2 separate regions of the Oryctolagus cuniculus genome follow, and region 1 is linked to region 2. The links are chromatin contacts, called in public Micro-C maps. All regions are on one chromosome and are shown on one strand. Each heading gives the region's core, a stretch centred on a gene start, on an enhancer-like site or on the middle of the called end of the contact. The rest is flanking DNA. Distances are from core to core; before and after follow the strand shown. Region 1 overlaps ETV6 (ETS variant transcription factor 6). Region 2 holds the start of ETV6 (ETS variant transcription factor 6).

What was found. A called contact is a pair of places that touch in the nucleus more often than the background predicts.
Region 1: a Micro-C map of ear pinna shows a contact between it and region 2, with 4 times the contacts expected there. The contact joins the enhancer-like site here to the promoter of ETV6 in region 2. A contact is called at or near these places in 2 of 6 Hi-C or Micro-C datasets (ear pinna and an unstated tissue).

Annotation. Positions count from the first base shown.
Region 1 is chr9:109,408,192-109,414,951 of mOryCun1.1, forward strand. ETV6 (ETS variant transcription factor 6) reads left to right here. Exons shown (of 9, transcript XM_051850772.2): 3 at 6,746-6,760. Among named protein-coding and RNA genes, the nearest start is that of ETV6, 130 kb to the left of the region's middle. Within about 2 kb of position 3,655, at least 5 of the 8 cell types and tissues checked have an H3K27ac peak or open chromatin away from gene starts, as enhancers often do. A contact at or near this core is called in ear pinna, where this site is marked.
Region 2 is chr9:109,276,360-109,282,608 of mOryCun1.1, forward strand. ETV6 (ETS variant transcription factor 6) reads left to right here and starts at 2,512. Exons shown (of 9, transcript XM_051850772.2): 1 at 2,512-2,753.

The DNA of each region.
Region 1 (6,760 bases), core at 2,405-4,904, 130 kb after region 2:
AAACGCCTACCCCTCCCCACCCCCACCCCAGATCCCCTTTAAAAAGTATCCAAGTATCCAAGACAGCACCTTGGATAGAGATCATTAATCCCTCAGATCCCTAATATCTTAATTAAAATTAGTTTGTTGACTCTTGAAATGGGAGGACAATGACCAGCATCAAAGACCAAAGGAGGGGATAGAGCTATGAATAAACCCCAACATTTTGCTGAGTGCTGATTTTCTCCCTAGTGGATCCAGATAGAAGACAAGGAAAAAACAAAAACAAAAACAAAAACAAAAACAAAACAAAACAAAAAAAACGGCCTTTGGTGTGTAAAACCCTGTGACCCTGAGCCTCTGAGGCCAGAATGAGTAGCCTGCTACTTTATCTTGGTCTTGAGACGTTGCTGGGCTCCATCATGACCCAATAAAGCTTGGCCTCCTCTGGTCCCTCATCAGCTTGAGAATGTGCACATCTTTGCATTTCTTTGACAGGAATAGTGAATTAAATCCGAATCCTTACACCTTTCAGCCATTCCCACTAAGTGTCTTTACCTTTGAGTGACTAACTGTTCCAACTTAGTACCCAGGCCGTGTATATATGTATTGTATATATACAACCTATTGCACCAGATTTAAAGTTCAGTGGCCAGGAACATCTTGACCCTTAGGGACCTTTGTGTGGCTGCCAGAACTGGTGGCTTCTATGAGGGGTCTTCAGAGGGTTTGCCAGTTCATTTGGTGCAGAAATTTTTGAAATCTGTTCATTTTTTCCCATAATCATTTTCTATTAACTTACTTTTGAAGCCTCTCCTATGCATAGATTTCAAAAAATTTTGTGCAAAATAAACTTATCATTTGATTCCATTTTCCTTGAGTTTTTTTACCCCAGTACCTTCATACATGTGTGACAAGGAGAAAGTATGTGAAATTTGGTACGAGATTCTTTGTAACTGTCCATATGCAGTAATAACTTCCATTTACTGCGTGTTTATGGTAGGCACTTTTCATGTGTATTATATCATTTAATCCTCATGATAGTCCTTTGAACTGGAGTTTATGATCCTCACTTTGCTGACAGAAAGTCAGGTTTAGAGAGATTAAGGAACTTGGCCAGAGTCACAGAGCTGATAGGCAGTATAGCAGCTCCCTCAGACTCTTCTCTGCACCTTTCCTCCCAATACAAACCAAAGCCCTATTCCTTAGAGCCTTCTCTTTACAGACCTGAAACATAGTGTTGGGTCATCCTCTGAGATCCAACTATGGTAAAAACATCATACATTTTAGGAAAATATAATAACTCACTAAAGAAAAATTTTAAAGCCTCCCCGCTAAAAAACATCTACCACAACACCAAACCTCACTTCCATATGTTTGCATTCCAGGGAGCTATAGGATTCTCACTAGTCCCTGAAAGATTGCCCTGTTTCCTGGCCAATAATGTGCCTCCCACAGCCCCGGCACATACTAGTGTGATACAATCAGCTTCTGTCGCCCTGGCCTTCCAGCACAATCCAGGTGAGATCCAGGCCTGCCTTGGTATCCCAACTGTCTCTCTCTCTTTGTCCCATGGCTTGATACAGGAGGCTACTTCAGAAAGTATACAGAAAAAAATGGAATTAAAAGATGCACTTGTTTTGCTGCAAAATAATTTGAAATTTATGCATAGTTTTTTATAATAAGCATTTTTCATGTACTTTTTAAGAAGATTTCTATTTTGAAAGGCATTTTGACAGAGAGAGACAGAGACAGAGAAATCGTCTATCTGCCTTTTCACTCCCCAAACAGCCACCATGGCTGGGGCTGGACTAAGCCAAAGCCAGAGGCCCAGAACTCCATCCAGGTCTCCCACATAGGTGACAGGGGCCCAAGTACTTGGGCCATCATCTGCTGCTTTTCCAGGTGGATTAACAGGGACCTGAATTGGAAACAGAGTAGCTGAAACTTGAACTGGTTCTCTCTCTCTCTCTCTCTCTCTCTCTCTCTCTCTCTCTCTCTTTTTTTTTTTTTTAATTTGACACATTTAGACAGTGAGAGAGAGAGACAGAGAGAAAGGTCTTCCTTCCGTTTGGTTCACCCCCCAAATGGCTGCCATGGCTGGAGCTGTGCCGATCCGAAGCCAGGAGCCAGGTGCTTCTTCCTGATTTCAAATGCGGGTGCAGGGACCCAAGCACTTGGGCCATCCTCCACTGCCCTCCCGGGTCACAGCAGAGAGCTGGACTAGAAGAGGAGCAACCGGGATTAGAACCCAGCACCAATATGGGATGCCGGCACCACAGGCGAAGGATTAACCAAGTGAGCCACGGCGCCGGCCCCTGAACTGGTACTCTTATATAGGATGTGAATGACCCGAGAGGCGGGTTAACCTGCTGTGCCAAAACACCAGTCCCTCCATGCCTGTTTTGAAGAACCTTTGTATTTATAATTTCAAAATTTTTTGCGCCAGTTTATCTTTCAAGAAATTATTTACTTATTCATTTACTTATTTTTGATAGAGAGACAGAGACAGAGAGAGAATGAATTTTCATCTGTTGGTTGACTCCCCAAGATGCCCCCAACAGCCAGGATTGGGCCAGACCTAAGCCATGAGCCAGGAACAAATCGAGGTCTCCCATCAGAGTGACAGGAACCCACTCAGCGGTCACTGCTGTCTCCCAGGATCTACATTAGCAGGAAGACAGAGTTGGAGTCAGGAGCCAGAACCAAGTATTGAGACCAGGTATTCTGATATGAAATAGGGACATCTTAACTAGAGTCTTAGGTGCTAAGTGCAATGCCCACCCCTAAACCTATCTTTTAATTTCATCTTTCCAGGAACTTTTGGAGGTACCCTTGTATAGTCTGAAGTTCAACCCCGTTCCCTCTTTGTTCTTTGAGTCTGTTCTTTCCTTTTTCACAGCTTTGTGTTTATGATGAAGTAACTTGAAATGGAATATGGAAACCTTAACTCTGAATCTGGCCTTTTCCTGTCTGTGCCTCAACTTCATCAGAGCCCGTGTGTTACTCTTCAGCACAGTTATTCTGGGCTCTCACCTTGTCACCATTCTCAGTACGTCCGGGAGATTAATTTTAATCAGGCTGTGGTTTGAAATGGTGCTCCCCCCTCCCCATGTTTTACTTAAAATTCCTCACTGGGAAAGTTTGCGTGGAAAAAACCTGCCACCCTAAGATAAAAGGTGCTTTGGAAGAGACCTGCTTTGGGTGATAGAACTTGCCAGTTTGTTTTCTTGCACCGTGTACATCTGAAATCCTGCAGCCTTCTTGCCGCAAGTCTGTGTGTGTGTGTGTGCGTGTGTGTGTGTGTCTGAGGGGAAGCAGAGTAGGTGCTGTGTGCTGAGTTGCCAGGTGGGGTCACAGTGGTGGCGGTGGGGGTGGGGGCAGTGCCTGTGACTGTGGACTTGCCTTCTCTTCCTGCAAGCTGCAGGTCTTAGTTCCTCTTTGGAAGCTAAGCCTTTGGTGGCTCATGGATGTGTGGGAGGCAGCCACACAGGAAAGCGAGGAGGGCGGAAGAGGCAGCCGGGGTCGGTAGCCGTGGGGTCCGCCCGTCGTGGGGGAAGGCCTGGCTGTTTACCCCAGCGTCCAGGCAGCAGCAGACAGCCAGGGGTGTTCTCAGGACTCGGCTGCCAAAGTTTCTTGAGACCGCGCCGCTCAGAGGCATATGCTGGGCTCGCTTCTGAGGGAAATTTCCTTTTTGGGGAAGTTGCAGCAAAGGAATTTCCTGTGTGGGCAGACGGAGCTTCCTGACTTGAAGGCTTCTTGGAAGGGAAACAGTTTCATAATGAAATGACAAATTAAAGACATACCAGCCGGGTTCACTTCAAAACAGCCATTGAGAGCGCAGGCAAAGCCCTGTTATACTCCCTCACAGAACAAAAATAAATCCCATCCTGACAGGTTTCTGTGCGCCGGATTAGATCTGTCCCCCTACACCTTCCTTCCCAGCCTTCCTCATTCTCCCCCCCCCCAGCCCCCACCCCCGTTAGCTGCCACCAGCCCCATCTTTTAACAGCTCCCGGAGCAGCTGGCCACGAGGCTGGGAGTGCACTCTCGCTGCCTTTCCTTGTGGCTCTGCCCATTGCTGCCCTCCGCAGGGGCCTGATCGTTACGTTGCAGCCTCACGCTGCCAGGACTCACAGAAATGACCTCTCTCCTTCCCCTTTGGACATACAGCAAGGATTGCCAGTGTCTTCAGCAGTGTGTGCGTGGGGGTGGGTCATCCTGTAAAACCCGAGACAGTGCACGCACTGCTGTTCTGGTCACGGCAGCACGCCTGAAGCCTTGGCTTTGCTGAGGGAGTGCTGCAGGCTGTCGGGCAGGTGGTGTTCTTGGACCTGCACATCCCAGGGGGCTTCAAACAGTTCATGGACATGGAGGGAAAAGTTGTGTCTATGTTGGTGCCAAGAGTTTGTGAAATCCGTGTATGGTTTTTTAACATAAAAGGTTCTTTCCATGAACTTTTTCTCAAGACCCCTCATGTCATCTGATACAGCTTAGTCTGCTTTTTTTTTTTTTTTTTTAATTAACACAAAGAGCCTCAAGGTTTTTTGTGATGGAACAGAATAGGAAAATGAATGAATTATCTTTTGGGGCAGTATTTGAGGACAACTGCTGTTAAATCTGGCATGGGTTTATGAAGCAGAAAAGGCTGATTGGGGATCTGATGTCTAAATTCACATGCCAGCTCCAGGTACGCACAACTGGCATTGTAACCTTGAACAAATCACTTAGCATCTTGACTTTGCTTTCCTTACCTCCAAAATGGATATGGCAGTACCTTTTCCCTGTTGTTGTGAGGAAATTTGGTTGTGATTTCAAAAACTCTTGGTCAACTCCTCTAAAGCCTGTGCACACTTGTTATGAAATGATTGGGATCTTTGGGACTGAAATACAGTATTGGCCTGAGGTGGCAGAACTGTCGAATCTGTAGATCAATACCGCAAATATTTATTAGAGCTTTTCTAGGTATGCAGCCTGGCTGGGCTTGGTGGGAGAGAACAAAGAAAGTGTGAAGCCGCAAGCAACCGTGTGAAGTCGCAGAGAAAGTGTTGACTTGGTGACAGGAGGCCAGTGCTCTTTCCCGGCTGTGGCTCAATAGCTCTGTGGTGTAGGGGGAACCGTTTAACCTCCATGAACCCTAGTTGCTCTCCTGTAAAATTGGAAGAGCTCAAAGTCTGTCATTTTAATAAACTGTCCAACTTGAACATTCTGTAATCAATTTTGAGAGGCCCCTGGCTTTTGCTGTTGTTTACAGAATTGATTCTAAAGAGAAGGGAAGAAATATTCACTCTATCACAGCTTGCCTGATAAGGAAGACCGCATCATAAAGACGGGCTCTTTTCTTAATATATCTGGTATAAACGGGAAACATGGTTGCTTACCGATGTGTCAGCTGGAGCAGTTTGGGGGAATTCTGAGCAGTGCTGACATGAAAAGGACTGGGTTCCTGGGTTGAGTGTGGCAGTTTCATCAAGAGAAGCTGTCTCAGGGCTTTGGTTTACCTTCTCGACCTGTTCCATGGGACGCTCAAGATTTCTCCAAGTGGTTGTTCAATTAAGTCATTCTGTTATGGATTTCTTTGTCTAAATAGGCTTCTATGATCCAGCCCAGTGTTGACTGGTTTTGCCTGGAGATTTTATTACGTGCTGATATATGATTTGAGAACGGTTACATTTTTCCTCTCATTTCTAATTCATCTTAGTAAAGGGTTCTCTCTGATTTTTGCCTCAAAGCACACACTCTTTGATTTGAGAGAACTGCAATAGCAGAAAAATCAGATACCATGTATATGATCACAGTTTATCGGATGTATACAACTAGTGGCTGTGTACTGGTGTTTTAATGAATTGCCTCATTAATTTCATCCTCTCAACAAGTCTGGCAAGCAAGTGATAAAATCTTCACATATACAGAAACTGGGCCTTGGAAATGTTCAGTACTTTGCTCACAGCCACAGAACGGGCTGGTGATAGAGACAGAATTTGAACCCATGTCTAGCTACTTTGGAGAATCAGTACATCCTGTCTGTGTTGTTAGGAAATCAATGCTGCGAAGTGAAGTCAAATCATCCCAGGCCCCCTGAAAAGAAATATAACTAACTTCATAGTCATTATACCCTTGTAATGGCAGGAAAACAACATGCCTGAAATACGCTGAACACTGCCACTCCTGCCTCTGGGTAGAGTCTATGCTGGCTGTCCTGGGGCTGACATGGCCTAGGTCCTCAGCTCTGGCTGGACCTTGTGCTTCAGAGATCTGACCATATTCCACATAGATAGGAATGTCGCTGGCACCTGTTAAACCCTTTCCTTTGGGAAATTCCTTGGGAATATACTTTGTGGCTTCCTGGGCTTGTCCTAATGAAAATTCAGATCTTGTTCTGTTCAACAAGCATCCAGTGAAGAACCACTATACTCAGTGCTACAAATAACTGAGTCGAGAAGACAAAAACTTGGGTAATCATTCACCAAAACCAGTGTCTATTGAGGATCTGCTGTACTGGTAGAACGGTAATTATAGGAGGTAAATATCCAGAACCCACAAGGACATAGTATAACTCTCCACAGGATGTACATTTAGCCTTCATTCTGTGTTTGACTTTATGAGCTGTCCTAAGTACAAGTAAGCTCTTGGTATATGCCTGATTGTTTAAGTCCAAAGTTTTATTATTTTTCACTTACTTGATGATAGCATATTGCTTTGGAATTAATTTTTCTTCCTCATTCCCATTTTTAATCTCATTTTTTTTCTTCCCTGTCGAATGTAGACTTTCAAGACTGTT
Region 2 (6,249 bases), core at 1,262-3,761:
GTGGGTGCCCCTAGATGCGGCTTAACTTGCCACACCACAACTTCTGCCCTAAGGAAGCACTTTGTACAGTACTCCCTGCCTTCAGCCACAGCTTTGCTTTCCACAGTACCCTAAGGTCAACTGAGATGTGAAAATAATAAATGGAAAATTCCTGAAATAAACATTTTATAATTTTTTAAAAAGATTCACTTATTTATTTGAAAGTCAGAGTTACACAAGGAGAGAAGGAGAGGCAGAGAGAGGTCTTCCATCTTCTGGTTCACTCAATTGGCTGGAACGGCAGAAGCTGCGCTGATCCAAAGCCAGGAGCCAGGAGCTTCTTCCAGGTCTCCCACGCGAAAGCAGAGGCCCAAGGACTTGGGCCATCTTCTACTCCTTTCCCAGGCCATAGCAGAGAGCTGGAAGGTAAGTGGAGCAGCCGGGACTCGAACAGGTGCCCATATGGGATCCCGGGACTTCAGGTTGCAGCTTTACCCGCTACACAACAGCACCAGCCCCCTTATAGTTTTTAAATGACTTTATTACAGGATACTTTTACAGTTGCTTTATTTCATTAACTGTGGTTGTTCATCTCTTGTGCACCTAACTTCTAAGTTAAACTTTATTACAGATATGTTTGTATAGAAAAATAGTGAATGCCAGGTTCAGAACCGTCCAGGTCTGAGGCATCCCCTGGGGAGCAGGCAGGATTGATTACTGTTTATGTTTTCTCCTTTAATAGGAGAGTCATATTAGATAGGTACTATGTCCCCTCCCCGGGTCACAGAAGCTTGGAGATCATTTTGATAAGCAAGTGGTTTATGGGACTTCACCCAGCCCCGGGACAGCAGATCCTCTGCAAACAGGAGGAGGAGCAAGGTAGACGGAACCTTGTGAAGGGGCAGGAGCAGGTGGCCAGGTGTGGACAAGACTCGGACTTCCAGGTTACAGAGCCCCACTTCTCCTTTATGGCAACAGGTCTCTCCCCCACCCTTTCATAAATGCTAGTTCGGAGCGTGTTGATGAATGTGTGAACCAAAGTATCCACGGGGGTCTGCACGCATTTACACACAGTGTGGAAGGGTGAAGGGAAGCGGGCAGGGAACATACGGGTGTACACGCATCTACATGTTTATACTATGTATTTATATATTCGTGACATGCGACGGGGAAAACATTACAATGTGTCGCTTTCCACCGCACACCCACACCCGAAGTCCCTCGGAAGCCTCCTCGCGACGGGGTCTCCAGCCTGCCCAAGCAGCCGTCCACGACGACGACCCCAGTGCGGTGGCCCTGGGACCCGAGCCCGCCGGCTTCCCGCGGCTCCCGGACACCCGCGCCCCCGCCGCAGGCGCGCGTCCCGCCACCCGGGTAGCCGCGTCGCCTCGGTCGGTCGGCGGCGGCCGCTGTTTCTTTAAACGGGCAGTGGATTTCCACACGGGGAGGGAGAGGGGTCAGCGAGGGAATGCGGCCGCCTCGGTGCCCGGCCCGGGAAGCGCCCGCGGCGCCTCGGCGTTCTCCTCAGCCTAGCGGGGTGCGGGTGGCGGACCGGGGGAGGCGCCCCTCTCATCCCGGGGCGCCCCGCTGGCGTGGCCCCGCGTCGCGGGCCGCGGCGGCCGGGCTTTGTGTGAGGCGTCGCGCGCGGGCGCTCGGCTCCCGGCACCGGCCCGGGCGCAGCTGTAACCCGATCCCCCATTTCCTGGTGGCTTCTCTTAAAGCGGCCGCGGTCCAGAAGCAGAACAAAGGCTATTGTTGCATTTCCTCCTTCGGATTCCGCGTTCTGACCGGAATGCCCCCTCACGGATAGTTAGGCTCCTGGCCGCTGCGCTGGGTGTGTGAAGGGGAAACGGTTTTCTTTTTTTTTTTTTTTTTCTTAAAAATAAATAAATAAATAAATAAACCTTGCGCATTCATTTCCCTGCGTCTGCGGGACGGAGCCGGGGGAGGTAGGCGCGGTGGAATAAAGCCCGCTCGGGGGGCGTCTGCAGACCCCGCGTGACGCTTGCCAAGGAGGCGTCCTGCGAGCGGCCCGCGATTGCGGCGAGCAAGCGGGGCCCGCGCGGCGCGGGGCGGCCCCGGCCCGGTGCCGGGGGGCGGGGGTCCGCGCCGCGCGCCCCCGGCCGCGCCCCCGCGGCGCCCCTCCCCCGCCGGCCGCTCGGCGGCGCGATGCGGGGCTGTAACCCGAGCCCGTATTTCCTGGTGGCTCCTTTAAGAGGCAGAGCTCTGTGCTGGGAATTCACGTCAGTTTCTGCCCTGAAACTCTCAAGATCAATGAGCAAAGCGCTTTCTCAGTTCTGCCTTTCAGTTTCTCTCTTCCAGGAAGGAAAACATTCGAGGGCGCGAGCGGGGAGCGGCGGCGGGGGGCGGGGGCGCCGGCCGCGGGTGGGAGGAGAGACGCGAGGCCGGCCGGCTGCGCCCCGGGTCGCCGCGCCGCGCCCTGCAGACCCCGCGGCCGCGCTCGGCCCGGCTCCCACGCCCCCGCGCGCCCCGCGCCCCGCGCCGCTCCGCCGGCGCCCGCCCCGCCCCGCCCCGCCGCGCCGCGCCGCGCCCGCCGCCGCCGCCGCCGCCGCCGCCGCGCGCGCTCGCAAGACCCCCGGGGCGGCTGCCGAGGGGGCGAGATGCTGGAAGAAACTTCTTAAATGACCGCGTCCGGCTGGCCGAGGAGCCGTTCGGGGTTGGGGAGAGGCAAGGAAAGTGGAAAAACACTGAGAACTTGCTGCTCTCCCCCGCTGTGAGACATGTCTGAGACTCCTGCTCAGTGTAGCATTAAGGTAAAGCCCCGCTCCCCTCCCTCTCCGGGTCGCGGACCTCGCGCGGCAGCGGCCGGGGCAGGCGCGCCGGGCTCCCCGGGGCGCGAAGGGCAGGGGATGCGGCTAGGCGGCGGCGGCCGTCCCCTTAGCGTAACCTTGCTGCCGAGCCCCGGCCGGCCCCCGGCCCCGTCTCTAGCCCTTCTCTTTTTGACAATGAAATGCCCGTCACGATCGCTCAGGTGGAACCCTGGGTGCTTCCATCGCTGTAAAACACCCACTGTAATTAGTGCGCTTAAGAGGGAAAAAAAAAAAAAAAAAACCTGCCCCTATTCCTACACCCCACATGTGATTGCAATGAGATATAACTTTTCTTCCCGAGGGGTGGTCTCCTTAGGGGGGGAAAAAAAGTTCTCCGGCCCCTACTCGGGTAGGATTCTTTTTTTTTTTTTTTTAAGGATTCCCTGGGTCTGTCGGATCATAGAAGATTTTCCCCCCTCTGATTGTAATTGCAAGCGCGGTGGGAGAGTCTGTCCTGGTGTCAGCTTTTCTTGGGCATTGCACAATGAATTTTTTTTTAAAAACCAAGGTGAATCAAGTTGCTGAATAGTTATTTTATTCCAATGCATATGAAAGTTGAGCAATCCCCCAAGTAGAAAACTCCTGTGGTGCACGAGGAAAAAGCAGTGAGCGACCACGCAGAATGACCTTCCGTGACAGTGCACGACTCCCTGGCTGCGTTTTGCAGGAGAGTGGACATTAGCAAACGCGGCCCTTGGTGTCCGAGTGGTTGTGCGTGTTGTAGCTGTCAGTGCAGTGGTGCCTACCGCGGTTTGTTGCTTCTAGAAAAAGTTGTTGTAAAGTTTGCTACCGTTGGGAGGCAGGGTGAGTGGTTGGTCTCCCCCTCGCTGCTTGTCTTGTGCTCGCATTTCCCGGGGCCCGGCAGTGCCCAGGTGTAAGGCTTTTTGCTTCATTGAGGGGCTGCTCCTGCGGCTGCTGGCCTGGCCTCTGTAGTGGGTGTGTGTGGGACGGACACGCAGAAGCCATGGGCTGATCACCTGCCTTCTTCTCTGGGGAATCAGGAAGCCCTGTCCCTGTGCCTGACTTTTTCTCCCCTCTTTTCAGTTGGGTTCTGTGGAGGGGGGAAGGTGGTACTTTATGATCCTTGCTTACTCGATCTCCATGTTTAGTTTTTCGTGTTTGCTTATCAGGAGAGATTTCTAAAGTAGGGCTAGTGTGAACCCAAAAGGTAGGTTGGGTTTCTTTGTTTTTGCCTCATGAAAATGCCCAGTGGAACATCTGAGCTTCTGTGCTTGTGAGTACCTGGGACTGGCAGCCCGTCCGTGGGTGTGGAGGGGGTGCCACAGTAAAGAATGTGGGGTTCTTTGATACTTCAAAGCCAATTTCTTTTGTGGTATAAATTAGATTCTCCATCGAGTTCAGGAAAATCCTGCGGTATAGATAATCTAATTTATTTGACACTTCATAACAAAAACAGAGGTAACTAAATAATAGGGTATTAGATCAGCAAATTGTATTTAGCTTGATGGCGATAAACCTGACACCAGGAAAATCTGGACCAACTCCTGGGCCGTAACTTTAGGCTGAAAAGAGAAACAAGTCTTTCTGTAACTTTTCTTGACACCTCCTCTTAAGAGATTGGGTCTCTTCTGTTCAGAGTGGATTGTTTCTTCATATTCTAGTGGAAGAGGAGTACACATTCCCTTTCCATACCCACACATACAGAACCAAACCCAAACAAAGCAGTTTCTTAAATGCAACATGAAAATTGCAACTGTGATTTGCATAAGGTAATTTTTTTCCCTTATGGCTTATACTCTCAGTTCTTTTTGGGTGCCTCTTCATCGCTGTGTACTTCTGTGTAATTAAAATAGATGGAACGTTCTTTAGCAGTCAAGGAAGTACCACTCTTCTTTTTGGCTTGTGCTGTGTGGATCCAGTATGTGGGTCTTTGCTGAGACCATGTACGTGTCCATTTAGGTGCTTATCTGTGAAGAGTGTCTCGCCATGGAGATGGTTTAATTCACAGTGTTCCAAGGACCGGGATTATTCCAGGTCTTCTGAAAACATTCTGGGGACGGGTGCTCGTTTGATGTACTTCTTGGGATGTGGTACAGTGAATGCACCGTAGAAACTACTGAGACCCACAAGCAAGTTGCTTGCTTCTAGAAGGGCTAATTCCAGGGTGCAGTAAACCAGACTTTGCAGTGGGGTGGAGGACCCATGTCAGCGTTCCAGGGATGGGCTGATGACATGTGCTGAAGACAAGCCACCAGGAAGGCTTGCTGTGCACGTGGAGAGGTTTCTCTCCCCCTCTCCTCTCCTGCCTTACAAACAGCTGGTGAGCAGCAAGCAGTAAATTCCTTAGCACTGGGGAGATGCAGCTCTGAGGGCTGACCAGAGGCAGCCGCAAAGGGAAGTACTTTGTTTACTTCTCAGCCGTGTCCTGTCCATTCTCCTGGAAGGGAGTTGGGTCCTGTTTGGGAGAAGTTGCCAAGGCCAGAATGTCTGAACCGGTCAGTGGGTGACACCTTTGCAAAGATCACGTATGTGGCCGTGATTGACAGGGAGTGCCTGATCAGGCCTTTTATCTTTCTTTTGCATTTTATAAGCATCTTTCGTTCACCCAGGGAGGTGAGTGTCAAACCCACATTTTTTGACTGGAGGAGAAGAGAGGTTGAGGAGCACAGGGTCACTCAAACTAGTGGAGCTGACTGTATCTGTGCACTGGGCTGCCCTGCTGTGTGTCGTGGCCCTCTCGTCAGGAGAGTTTAGGTGCTTGAATTCCTGAGCATTCGGGGTTGCTTGAACGCAAGGACGGGATCGGCTCCCGGTGTAAAACATCCAGTGTGTCTCAGGACTGCGCAGCTGACGGCTGGTCACAGGAAGGAGGAAGAGGCTGTCTTTTCCATCATCGGCTTTCACCTTCAAGTCACCTGTTCAGTTTTAAGTTCAGCCAAGTTGCAGTGGAAAGTGGTTATGGCCCAGCAGATACAGTCTTTTGTAAGGCTTGGCACAGTGCTTTAGTGGGCCAGGGCTGCCCAGAATACAAAAGCTAGTCACATGATGTCCTTGGTCCCCTCTCTCCCTGCTCTCCTTATTGGTCGGCTTTCATAGCTGAATGCAATCTCTCTCTCTCTCTTGCTCTCGCTCTCTGTATTTTGTTACTAACTAGGAGACTCTCCGAGCTCTCCTGCTGGACTCTGAGCCCCTTGGGTTTAGTGATGATTATCTTGCTGTCCTAGTATGTAGCTTGGCAGTTGGCACAGAAATGTTTCTCTGTAATGTTTGCTGATTGAGAAGGGAGGTGTGGGAGGACGTGAGCACTCTTTCCTCTCTCTGTCCAAGTGTAACCTCAGGGTGACAACGCCTTCCTCCACTTGCTTGCATGAGTAATAGGGCCAGCCTGCTGCCTCACAGGGGCAAAGCTTTTCCTGCATGTCTGTTCAAAAACTGTTACTTCAAAACTTATTTATTTATTTTCATTACTTCAAAACTT